3 separate regions of the Mus musculus genome follow, and all the other regions are linked to region 3. A link is a contact called in public Hi-C and targeted proximity ligation data. All regions are on one chromosome and are shown on one strand. The core of a region is the stretch at or near the end of the contact, and the rest is flanking DNA. Distances in the headings are between cores, read along the strand shown.

Region 1 (3,429 bases), core at 135-2,634, 360 kb after region 3:
CGCCTCTCTCCACTGTCTGACATCTTCTCTCTGATGGATCCTCGCCTCTCTCCACTGTCTGACATCTTCTCTCTGATGGATCCCCGCCTCTCTCCACTGTCTGATACCTTCTCTCTGATGGACCCCCGCCTCTGTCTACTCTCTGTCGCCTTCTCTCTAATGGATCCCCGCTTCTCTTCACTGTCCGTCTTCTCTCTGATAGACCCCCGCCTCTCTCTACTGTCCATTTTCTCTACAACAGACCCCCGCCTCTCTCTACTGTCCATTTTCTCTACAACAGACCCCCGCCTCTCTCTACTGTCCATTTTCTCTACAACAGACCCCCGCCTCTCCCTACTGTCCATTTTTTCAGCAGAAGACCTCCGCTTCTCTCCCCTGCCTACCACCTTGTCTCCAATGGGTACCCGTTTTTTCAAGTTCTCTCCACTAGACTCCAGTTCCTCATTCGGCCTCAGCTGATCCCCTCTGGACCTCAAGTCCCCTCCAGTGGTCCTCAACCTGTCCCTAGATTTCAAGTTTTCCCCACGCTCTGCAGTCATCTCTGCACTCGTAGTTACACCAGCTTTGAGTCTATCCTCCAACTCTCTCCAAATCTCTGGGCTGTCATACTCCAAACTTGCTCGAGCCTGCACCGCCCTTCTTACACTGCTCAGGAGCTTCGCGACCACTGCCTCCTGTTGCAGGCCCGATTTCTCTCTTGAGAACTTCTTCCCGGTGCCCTCCAGCTTCCAGTCCTCAGATTCCAACTTTGGGTTAGACTTTTGCACGTTTCTGTCCAAGAGTTCCACTCTCTTCCCAATCACGATGAGTCCATTCCAGGGTACCCACACCTTCTCTTTCTCTCTCACTTGCGCCTTCTTGCAGTGTGACTTCGGTGGCGATTTCCTTTGGTCCCCCCGAAGAATATGGGCGCGGGGTATCCGGGCCTTATTGCGTCCCCGCGGCTCCTTAAGCTGCTTACTCCGTACTTTCTGGCCCGGGTGTGAAAACTGGAACGGAAGCGCTTTCTCCACAGACATTGCAGCCTGCCCTCGTCCCTAGACCCCCTGACCCACTCGAGTTCCCCATTCCTCCCTACCCAAACCTCCCTCCCAACCCTCGCCCCCCCTCCGGACTCCCCGCCCCGCCCACCGCCTGGTGGCGCCAAGCTGCCCTAGTGCGCATGTGCGCCTCTGCTCGTGCCCGTTAGAAGAAGGCGGGTCCCGGAACGGCCGGATTCGTAGGGGTCCACCTGCGGGACTGACACGTGACCTCTACCCTCAGGCCCTGGCCTATCCTGGTCCGGCTTTCTGGTGCCGCTTAAATGCCCACGTAAGATTGATAGGCCTCAAAGCCAATAGAGGCTCATGTGGTAAAACTGCTGTCTAATCAGAAGGAGCAGCTGTGGGCAATGGGACCCACCCAGGGAGGCCGCAGCTAGTGTCAATGTCAGCTGATAGCATCCCTACAAGGTTCCCTCACCCAAGCTCTTGGAACGCGCAGGCCGTGGCTTGTCGTAGGATTCCTGTATATCCCAGCTAAGGAGCACCATGGAGGAGCAACATCAGGAAGCTGGAAATGAGAGTAAGGTAAAGGAAGGAAATAAAACGTCTTCCTACTCCACCTCACTTCATCATACCATACCAAGCAGGGAGAGAGATCTGAGCACGGGAATGCGGCGCTTCTAAGGCCCCTGCATAGGGCCAGGTTGAGGATGCAAAGATAATCAGGATTTTTGTCCCAGCCTGCATAGATGGAATCCCGCCTCTGCCCCCTCCCCCAAATCAACTCAGTACTGTCGTGATGGGGGAGAACAAGGCAGTCTGCAAGCGACTGAGAAGGGTGAGAGAGTCCTGTTGAGTTTACAGGCTCACCTGTGTATTCGTGCCTATATATTTGTAAGACCATCCATCCATTCTTCGTTTATTCCTCTCAGCCTCAGTCAGCAGTTATTGGGGAGCTTCATTGTTTTGGATTGCATCAACTCTCACTTGAGGTAGGAGTGTAGTGAGCTGGGACAGAGATAGGGGATGGAGCTGCTGTGCTGTGTTCTGAAAGTCACATCTCTGTCAAGCAGAGTGGGTGAGAGTAGAGATAGACATCAAGAAGAAAACCAAGGACAAGGGGTCCTGCTGCAGCAAAGAGCTAGTCTGCCTGTGTTTGAAGGGGGGGAGTGAGGGCAGAAAGCCTGCCTTGGTAGTGTCACACAATCCAAGAAGTGGCATTTGGGATTCAAATGGAATTTGGAGGGCTGGCCATGGCTTTCTGTTTATACATGTTCATATAGAAATGTATATAAATAGCCAGGCATGGTGAGACACACCTTTAATCCTGGAATTTCAGCGGTAGAAGCAGAGGCAGAAACAGGAAGACCTTTATGAGTTCAAGGCCAGCTTGGTCTACATAGAGTGTTATAGGCAAGCCAGGGCTATATAGTGAGATCCTGTCTCAATAGTAAAAGGATGTATATATGTACATATGCCGTGTGTGTGTGTGTGTGTGTGTGTGTGTGTGTGTATGCTTAGAACATGTTTATAAAGTGATTAGAAGCCAGATATAATCCCAGCACTTATGAGGGTGGGGCAGGAGGATAACCACGAGTTTAAGGCCTGCTGGAACTACAGTGTGAGAGTTTGTCATAAATACATAAATTTATTTTTTAAAAGATTTATTTATTTTATGTTTATAAGTATACTGTAGCTGTACTTGTGGTTGTGAGGCATCATGTGGTTTCTGGGAATTGAACTCAGGACTTCTGCTCACTCTGGCCCCGCTTGCTCCGGCCTCACTCGCTCTGATCCAAAGATTTATTTATTATTATATGTAAGTGCACTGTAGCTGTCTTCAGACACACCTGAAGAGGGCATCAGTTCTCATTATGGATGGTTGTGAGCCACCATGGCGTTGCTGGGATTTGAACTCAGGACCTCTGGAAGAGCAGTCAGTGCTCTTAACCTCTGAGCCATCTCTCCAGCCCCATAAATTTATTTATTAGAACAATGCCTAATATATTATAAGGCCAAATATAAATATTACCTACTGGTATTGTTGTGGGTGCTATTCCTGAGTGGGTACTGAGAATGCGTTCTGAAAGTTGAATTATTAAACTGATGAATGTGCCCAGATTTGTACAGGCAATATTTTCTGAAAATTCTTTTTAATATTCATTCTCTAGATTAAATACTGCCTTCACAAAAGATCTTTCAATTTCAAAGGCAAAGCTGGAGAGATTGCCCAGTCCTTAGGTGCTCTTGCGACTCTTGTAAAGGACCTGAGTTTGGTTCTCAGCACCCAAATTAGGAATCTCTGAACTGCCTGTAGCTCCAGCTACTGGGGCTCTGATGCCAGGGCTATACAGAGAAATCCTGTCTCAGAAAAGAAGGAGTGGGGGGGGGGGGAGAGGAGGAGGAGGAGATGGTAATCCCCTGATCTGACTGTTTCTATTATATG
Region 2 (3,358 bases), core at 193-2,692, 300 kb after region 3:
GCAAGCAGAAGACACGAGATTGGAGCCGCATGGATCACAAACGCCTGTTGGTAAGCGCCGCACTTGAGGATAAGGTCAGAGAATCATGGATTCTAGGACAGACTTTATCTCATAAAAACCAGCACCATGCACACAATGAGTGAACAAACGGAGTCTAACGTGCATACACACAAGAATTATATGACATGATGAAATGTGATTTATTCTAGGTTTGGTAAACTGGCTTAACATGTAAGCGACTGTATGCTGGGCAGCGGTGGCAGAGGCAGAGATCAAGGCTAGCCTGGGCTACAAAGTGAGTTCCAGGACAGCTAGGACTTCACAGAGAAACCCTGTCTCCATAACCAAATCAACCAAAATATATTTTTAGCCGGGAGTGGTGGCGCATGCCTTTAATCCCAGCACTTGGGAGGCAGAGACAGGCAGATTTCTGAGTTCAAGGCCAGCTTGGTCTACAAAGTGAGTTCCAGGACAGCCAGGGCTATATAGAAAAACCCTGTCTCGGAAAAAAAAAAATTTTTTTTTTAAATGTGAGTGTTGGAGAGATGGCCTGGTGGTTAAAGGCACACACTGCTACCTTAGGAGGATTGGAGCTCAGATTCCAACACCTATGCATCACGGGCCACAGCCACCTGGAACTCTAGCTCCACCTCCATGCTTCAGGAAGAGAAGTGCCAAGAATGTGAGGTAACTGATCATGCCTACATGGTGAGGTGTCCTTGTGTAGAGCCTTTGAGGGGCCGCTTGGCAGGAATCTGACATTGGCCCAGGACAAGGAAAGGGGCTTCAGGCAGGAATCTGACATTAGGCCATGACGAAGAAGTAAAATCAGGCCGGGCATGGTGGCACACGTCTTTAATCCCAGCACTTGGGAGGCAGAGGCAGGCAGATTTCTGAGTTCGAGGTCTACAGAGTGAGTTCCAGGACAGCCAGGGCTACACAGAGAAACCCTGTCTCAAAAAACAAAACAAAACAAAACAGGGCTACACAGAGAAACCCTGTCTCAAAAACAAAACAAAACAAAAACAAAAACAAAAGAGGTAAGATCAGGCAGGAATCTGATTTTAGGGTGGAACAAAGAAGTAGGCTTCAGGCATGTATGTGACTCTGGGCTAGGACCGGGAAGCAGGTTTAGATATCTTGACCATCATGATAAGCCCTTAGAAACAGTGGCCATGGGAGTTCTTGGCACTTTGTTTATTGTCTTGCTTATTCCTCATTGTACTGCTCACCCTTAATACTTGCATGTAATTAAAATGGTATACAAGTGGATTGGGAAAAAATAAACCTGCCTTCAGCCTGAGAATTGACTGAGGCCATGCTGCAGTTTTGTCTGAGCCCTTCTTCCAGCCTTCAGTGGGCTGAATCAGACCTTGTTTTGCCATAGCCACTCTAGTCTACTTAGGGTGGAGTCTTCCGACCTAGAGGAAGTCTATTGTCTGCCACCTCTGGAGCTTCCTGCAAGAAGCGCTACCTGCTGAGCAGCTGAGCTTGTTTTACTGATGAGATCCTGGCAAAGTGGGGGATTGGTTTCCTCCTTTAAATTCAGACTTAAGAACTAAACATTGGGGCCTGGCAGTGGTGGTGCACGCCTTTAATCCCAGCACTTGGGAGGCAGAGACAGGCGGATTTCTGAGTTTGAGGCCAGTCTGGTCTACAGAGTGAGTTCCAGGACAGCCAGGACTGTACAGAGAAACCCTGTCTCAAGAAAAGAAAAGAAAAAAGAATTAAACATTGGGCCTTGATCAGAAACTTTGTCTTGGTCTCATTCCTTTCTCATCTGTCCTTCCCATCCATCCCCAGCTCTCCTTCCAGGAACCCACTTCTCTGTGGCTACAGGTGGCACCTGAACGTGGGGACTGGACATGGAGAGCTCATCCGAGGGACAGAAGAAGATGGTACCCTGAACGGTAAGCACAACATACAGCGTTGATGCTAGTGCTAGCCTTAGCTTTCATCTTTTTGAAACTGTTGGTGTAGGTGCAAAGGGATGCGGGCTAAGATGGCGCAGCGTTGACCCAACGCTGATCCCACTTAGAGGTTGACAGTGGAAATGAGACTGGAAAATCCTAAACAGGCATTTGTCCGCAGCCTTCAAGAACTGCTTCAGGCAAGAGAGGGGTAGGGTTTGAAGACCAATTGTTAGAAAACTTTTCAGATCAGATAGATTCTTGCTGCCCATGGTTTCAAGAAGAAAGAACTTTAGATAAGAAAACCTGGGAGGAAAACTGGAGAGGCTCTGAGAACCACTCAGGCAGATAATATCACCCTCTGCCTCTGGGCACCCATGAAAGATGCTACTTATGAAGAAACCTTGCAGGCGTCAGATTGTGCCCAGGGAAAGCTTGAAAATTTTTCAGGAAGCACACCTGCCAGAGAGGGCTTTCTCAGAAAAGGGCCCTCTCCACCCTAAGCTAGAAAGGCATAGAGATCCTAAAGATGAGCTAACATCAGAGGAGGAAGCTCATTCAGAAAAGGGAGCTGCCAAAAATTATGACAGGGATTGGCCTCCTTGCAAGCTTTCTGCTCTGCCTATGGCCTCTATTGCAGGAGATGCTGCCCAGATGAACATGCAACTAAGTAAATTAGAGTTTGAAACTGAGCTGCAGAAATTGACTAATGAACTACAGGAGCTAAAAAAAGGTGTCAAGTACAGGGAAGAGCAGTGATTCTGAGATACACCAATCGCTGCTAGAAAGAGCTGTGAGTCAGGCTCTCGGGAAAGGACAGGACACAACTAACATGCTAGCTTTCCCTATAGTTGAGATAATTGACCAGCAGAACAATAGAGTCAGACAATATCAGACTTTAGATTTCAAGGTGATAAAAGAGTTAAAAATAGCTGTGGCACAGTGTGGCCCTACAGCTCCTTTTACACAAGCTTTATTGGATACAGTGATGGAGTCAAATTTAACCCCCCCAAGATTGGAAGACTCTATGTAAGGCTTCTTTGTCAAGAAGAGATTTCTTACTTTGGAGTTCTAATGGCATGAAGCTAGTAAGAGAACTGCCAAAATGAATGCTCAGACAGGTAACCCAGATTGGGATGCTGACACGCTTTTAGAAGATCAATATGAAGGCAATGCTAATCAGATTGGGTTTGCCATTGGAGTGTATGCACAGGTTGCAATGGCTACCTGACACACTTGGAATCAATTACTGACTAAAGGGGATCTCAGTGGAACTTTAGCTAGTATTAGACAGGCTCCTGATGAAAGTTTCCAGGATTTTGTGGATAGGCTACTAAAAGCAGCTAGTAAAATTTTTGGAGATTCTCAAGCAGGAAATCCTTTTGTTATACAATTGGCTTATGAGAATGTGTCTTAGTCAGGGTTTATATTCCTGCACAAACATCATG
Region 3 (3,272 bases), core at 369-2,868:
TACCTGTTTCTTTCAGGTGTAGCTCAGGAGTAGAGTGCTCAGTTTACATGTACAAGGCCTGGGTTGAACACACACAGACACACACAGAGACGGAGAGAGAGAGAGAGAGAGAGAGAGAGAGAGAGAGAGATTTTTTTTAAGTATCCAACACATAAATGGTAGCTACTAATCCTCTTGGTTCCATTTACAGAGCCCATAAGATGGCAAGTGACAGAGAGAAAAGGGCTTGGCCCATGTGCAGCACATGGTGGATAAGAAGGAACTGAAGATTCCTCCTCTCCGCCTATAGTGGTTTATGTCTTCTATAGCAATGCTGAGGCCTTCTGTAATATTTGTTCTTTTGTTGTTTTGTTTTTGTCTTGGTAGTTTTTGTTTGTTTGTTTGTTTGTTTGTTTGTTTTAGAGATAGAGCCTCACATATCCGAGGCTAACTTTGGACTAGCTGTGTGACCAAGTTTGGCCTTGACTCGTGCTGATCCTCCTGTCTCCAGCATCCAAGTGGTAGGATTATTTGCTTCCATGGTTGGCCTGCCTACTACAGTTTTGCTTGTCCCCACCCTCCTGCCCCCCATACAGGGTCTCACTGTATAGCTCTGTGTGCTCTGGAAATCAGAGATCTGCCTGTCTCTGCCTCTCTCTGCTAGGATTAAAGGCTTGTGTGCCATTAAGTTTGTCCCTAAATGAACTAAATTGAAAACTCTACAAAACAAAAACAAATACTGAAGGCAGGAGCTTTCATCTGCTTTCCAGCAAAGAAACCAAGTGGCAAGGAGAACTCACGTCCCTGCACCAGATCCCAAGTGACTGCTGGCACCAGGAACAATTTCTGGCTCAAGTGGCATGTATATGGACTTGTTTTTCTCCATACATTCCAGGCCTTAGGCACACACGTGATGGTTTGTCAGAACAATTTGGTGATAAGATTTTGGGAAGCACAATGCCTGGCACTTCGGGATCTTGGAGGCTATGTCTCTAAGACAGCCAGGCTTATGTGACTGCACCCTGGAAGCACAGCAAGTCCCATGTTTCCAACCTACATTCGTAATGAGAGTGAAAGGGATTGTTGGGAGTCATTCAGTCCAATCTCATGCTACAGGTGAAAAACAGATCTAGCTGGGAAGGGACTTGTCCAGGGCCCCGATTCCTACCCAAGGCCAAGAGCCAGTACCCCTTCAGGCCTTCAGAACAGGCCTGAGAGGACTGCGGCACCATCCACCCACAAGGTGGGTCATTTTAGAGAGGGGCCCAGTCAAGTCACACGGAGCGGTAGCTGCACAGCTCTTGCCCTCATCCTTGGTTCTAATGAATCTTCCCCACATCCTATTACAGACCAAGGGTCTTATGCATGAAGCAACACTACTCATGTAGTTGGCTGTGCGGGGAGTGAGGGCGACGGGAGAGGGACAATACAGGACTCGGGGGCGTGGCTAGACCGGGTCTTTGAGACTTGCGTGATCTAAGTAAGCTGGGAACCAGGGTGGGTAGGAAGGACCAAAGATCGAAATGCGGGAGTACGCGTGCGCCGAGGCTTCTGGCTCCGATTGGCTCCTTCAGTCGGAGAGGCGGGGCCTCGGGTTTGTGCTTCCTCCCGCGGCAGCTTCTGCGGCGTAACGCCTGCGAATCGACCCTGGGCAGGACCGGAGACCCCGCCGGCCGGTGTGGTGGTGGGTCCAGAACTGGAGGCCTGAGTCGGGTGGCATTCTGGAGTGAGGCAGTGGGCTCTGCGACCCTGCAAGGTGAGAGCGTAGCCACACCCTGCCCGTGTCCCCGCCCTGGACAGGGGCGCGTCCCGACTTGTTTGGCCATTTCTTGAGAAACTTGAGACCCCTGCACCTGACGGTCACTTCCCTGACTCAGCCCACCCGATCTGCACTCGGCTGAGGGTCACTCTCTACTTTCACCCTACACATTTGATCCCTGAACATAGGTTAAGAATTGTAGACCGAGACCCCTTTGCTTCTTGGTTGAGAGCTTGAGGAGACCATCTCCTTAAGACCCCCCCCCCATTAATTGTCTAGAGTTCTTTTTGCAGATGGAGGGGGCAGAAGGCAACGCGGGGCAGCCCGGCCCTGCGGAGCGGTCCCACCGAAGTAGCGTCTCTTCAGTGGGTGCCCGAGGTAGGTCTCTACTTTCTTCTTTCATCTCTTTTGAACTCTTTGGTTCCAGCCTGGGGACGTGACTCCAGTTTGTCTTTTTCAGTAAGTTAATCATGTAGTAAATAATAAGATTTGTTTAGATGTGGCGGACTCAGAAATCAAAGGACTTAGCTGAGATCTGTCTCTAGCTTAGTGACTGAGCCACACTCCTGAACTTTCTCTTGTTTTCAAATGAAGACACATGATTGGAAAAGGGCACCACTTCCTTTGTCCCATTTCTTTTTTTGCAGACAGCTCTTTGAAAGCAGGGATTCTCCACCTCTTCATTTTATTGGGAGGAAATTAGGACCTAGAGAGGTTGTTAGGTCTCAGACTACTGGAGCAGACCAAGGTTGATCATGAACTTGACCCTTCAGGGCTGGTTTTTCTGCCTGTAAAGTGGATCTGAGCCAGTCTCCTGGTCTCTCCAAGTAGCTGTTGGAGCAGAAAAGACCAGAATCTCAAAAGCTCCTTCATTATGATGTCCACTCTCACCAGCCGTACTGGATTGGCGGTGACCTTTTGAAGAAGCGCTATTAACTGTTTTTACAGATTTACAGCTGGATCACAGAGTCAGAAAAGGATGCAGGCTGAGAACGAGGCCTCCACACTCCATGCTCCTTTACTGCGCCTGTAGTTCAGGGATGGGGAATTTGAGTCTGGCCAACCTGCCAAGCATCTTTGGCTCTGGCTTCAAATGGGAATCCAGCTTGTTATAAGGGAACACTGGCTGTTTGAGTTGTTTATTCTTTCCTGGACTGCTTAAAGCTATCTGCAGAAGCCACAGCATTGATTCTTAAAGTTTTGAAGAGTCCCAGTGAAGCCGAGACCTGGAACCTGCTGTAACCCAAGGTGGCCTTAGAAATCCTCATTGTCCTCCTAGTCAGACCCAGTCAGAGTCAGGTCACTAGTTGGCCTTGTTCCCAGCCTGATAGGGAACTGTCACCTCAGGATGGGTTACCCCGTGTTGTTTCTCCACCTGAGAAATATTGGAAACAACAATATTTTGGTGCTGCAGAGGAAGGGGGGTGGTTTTTATCACCCTACTTTGAGCCTCAGGGGTGAAATGGGGCTGGTACCTGGCCCGAGTTTCTGGATGGTTTGAGGTCCTTGAAGGCAGCATTTTTTATTTGTTTAT

The links. Hi-C and Micro-C count contacts between places; a contact is called where the count stands out from the background.
Region 1: a contact with region 3 is called in a Hi-C map of B cells, with 7 read pairs. A contact is called at or near these places in 2 of 39 promoter capture datasets (the SN4741 cell line and embryonic stem cells), 47 of 484 Hi-C or Micro-C datasets (B cells, the Ba/F3 cell line, CD4 T cells and 18 more), 11 of 130 datasets of targeted methods (bone marrow-derived dendritic cells, embryonic hindbrain, embryonic stem cells and 4 more) and 4 of 9 other capture datasets (adipose tissue, embryonic stem cells, liver and 1 more).
Region 2: a targeted proximity ligation map of embryonic stem cells shows a contact between it and region 3, with 5 read pairs. A contact is called at or near these places in 2 of 39 promoter capture datasets (the SN4741 cell line and pre-B cells), 2 of 484 Hi-C or Micro-C datasets (the G1E-ER4 cell line and embryonic stem cells), 9 of 130 datasets of targeted methods (T-cell acute lymphoblastic leukemia, bone marrow-derived dendritic cells, bone marrow-derived macrophages and 5 more) and 4 of 9 other capture datasets (adipose tissue, embryonic stem cells, liver and 1 more).

What each region holds. Positions count from the first base shown.
Region 1 is chr19:5,508,472-5,511,900 of GRCm38.p6, reverse strand. It overlaps Snx32 (sorting nexin 32), which reads left to right and starts at 1,384. Exons shown (of 13, transcript NM_001024560.3): 1 at 1,384-1,568. The coding sequence starts at 1,530. It also overlaps the pseudogene Gm31166.
Region 2 is chr19:5,578,270-5,581,627 of GRCm38.p6, reverse strand. No RefSeq gene overlaps it. Among named protein-coding and RNA genes, the nearest start is that of Ap5b1, 12 kb to the right of the region's middle.
Region 3 is chr19:5,873,554-5,876,825 of GRCm38.p6, reverse strand. Frmd8 (FERM domain containing 8) reads left to right here and starts at 1,618. Exons shown (of 11, transcript NM_026169.4): 1 at 1,618-1,735; 2 at 2,032-2,116. The coding sequence starts at 2,032.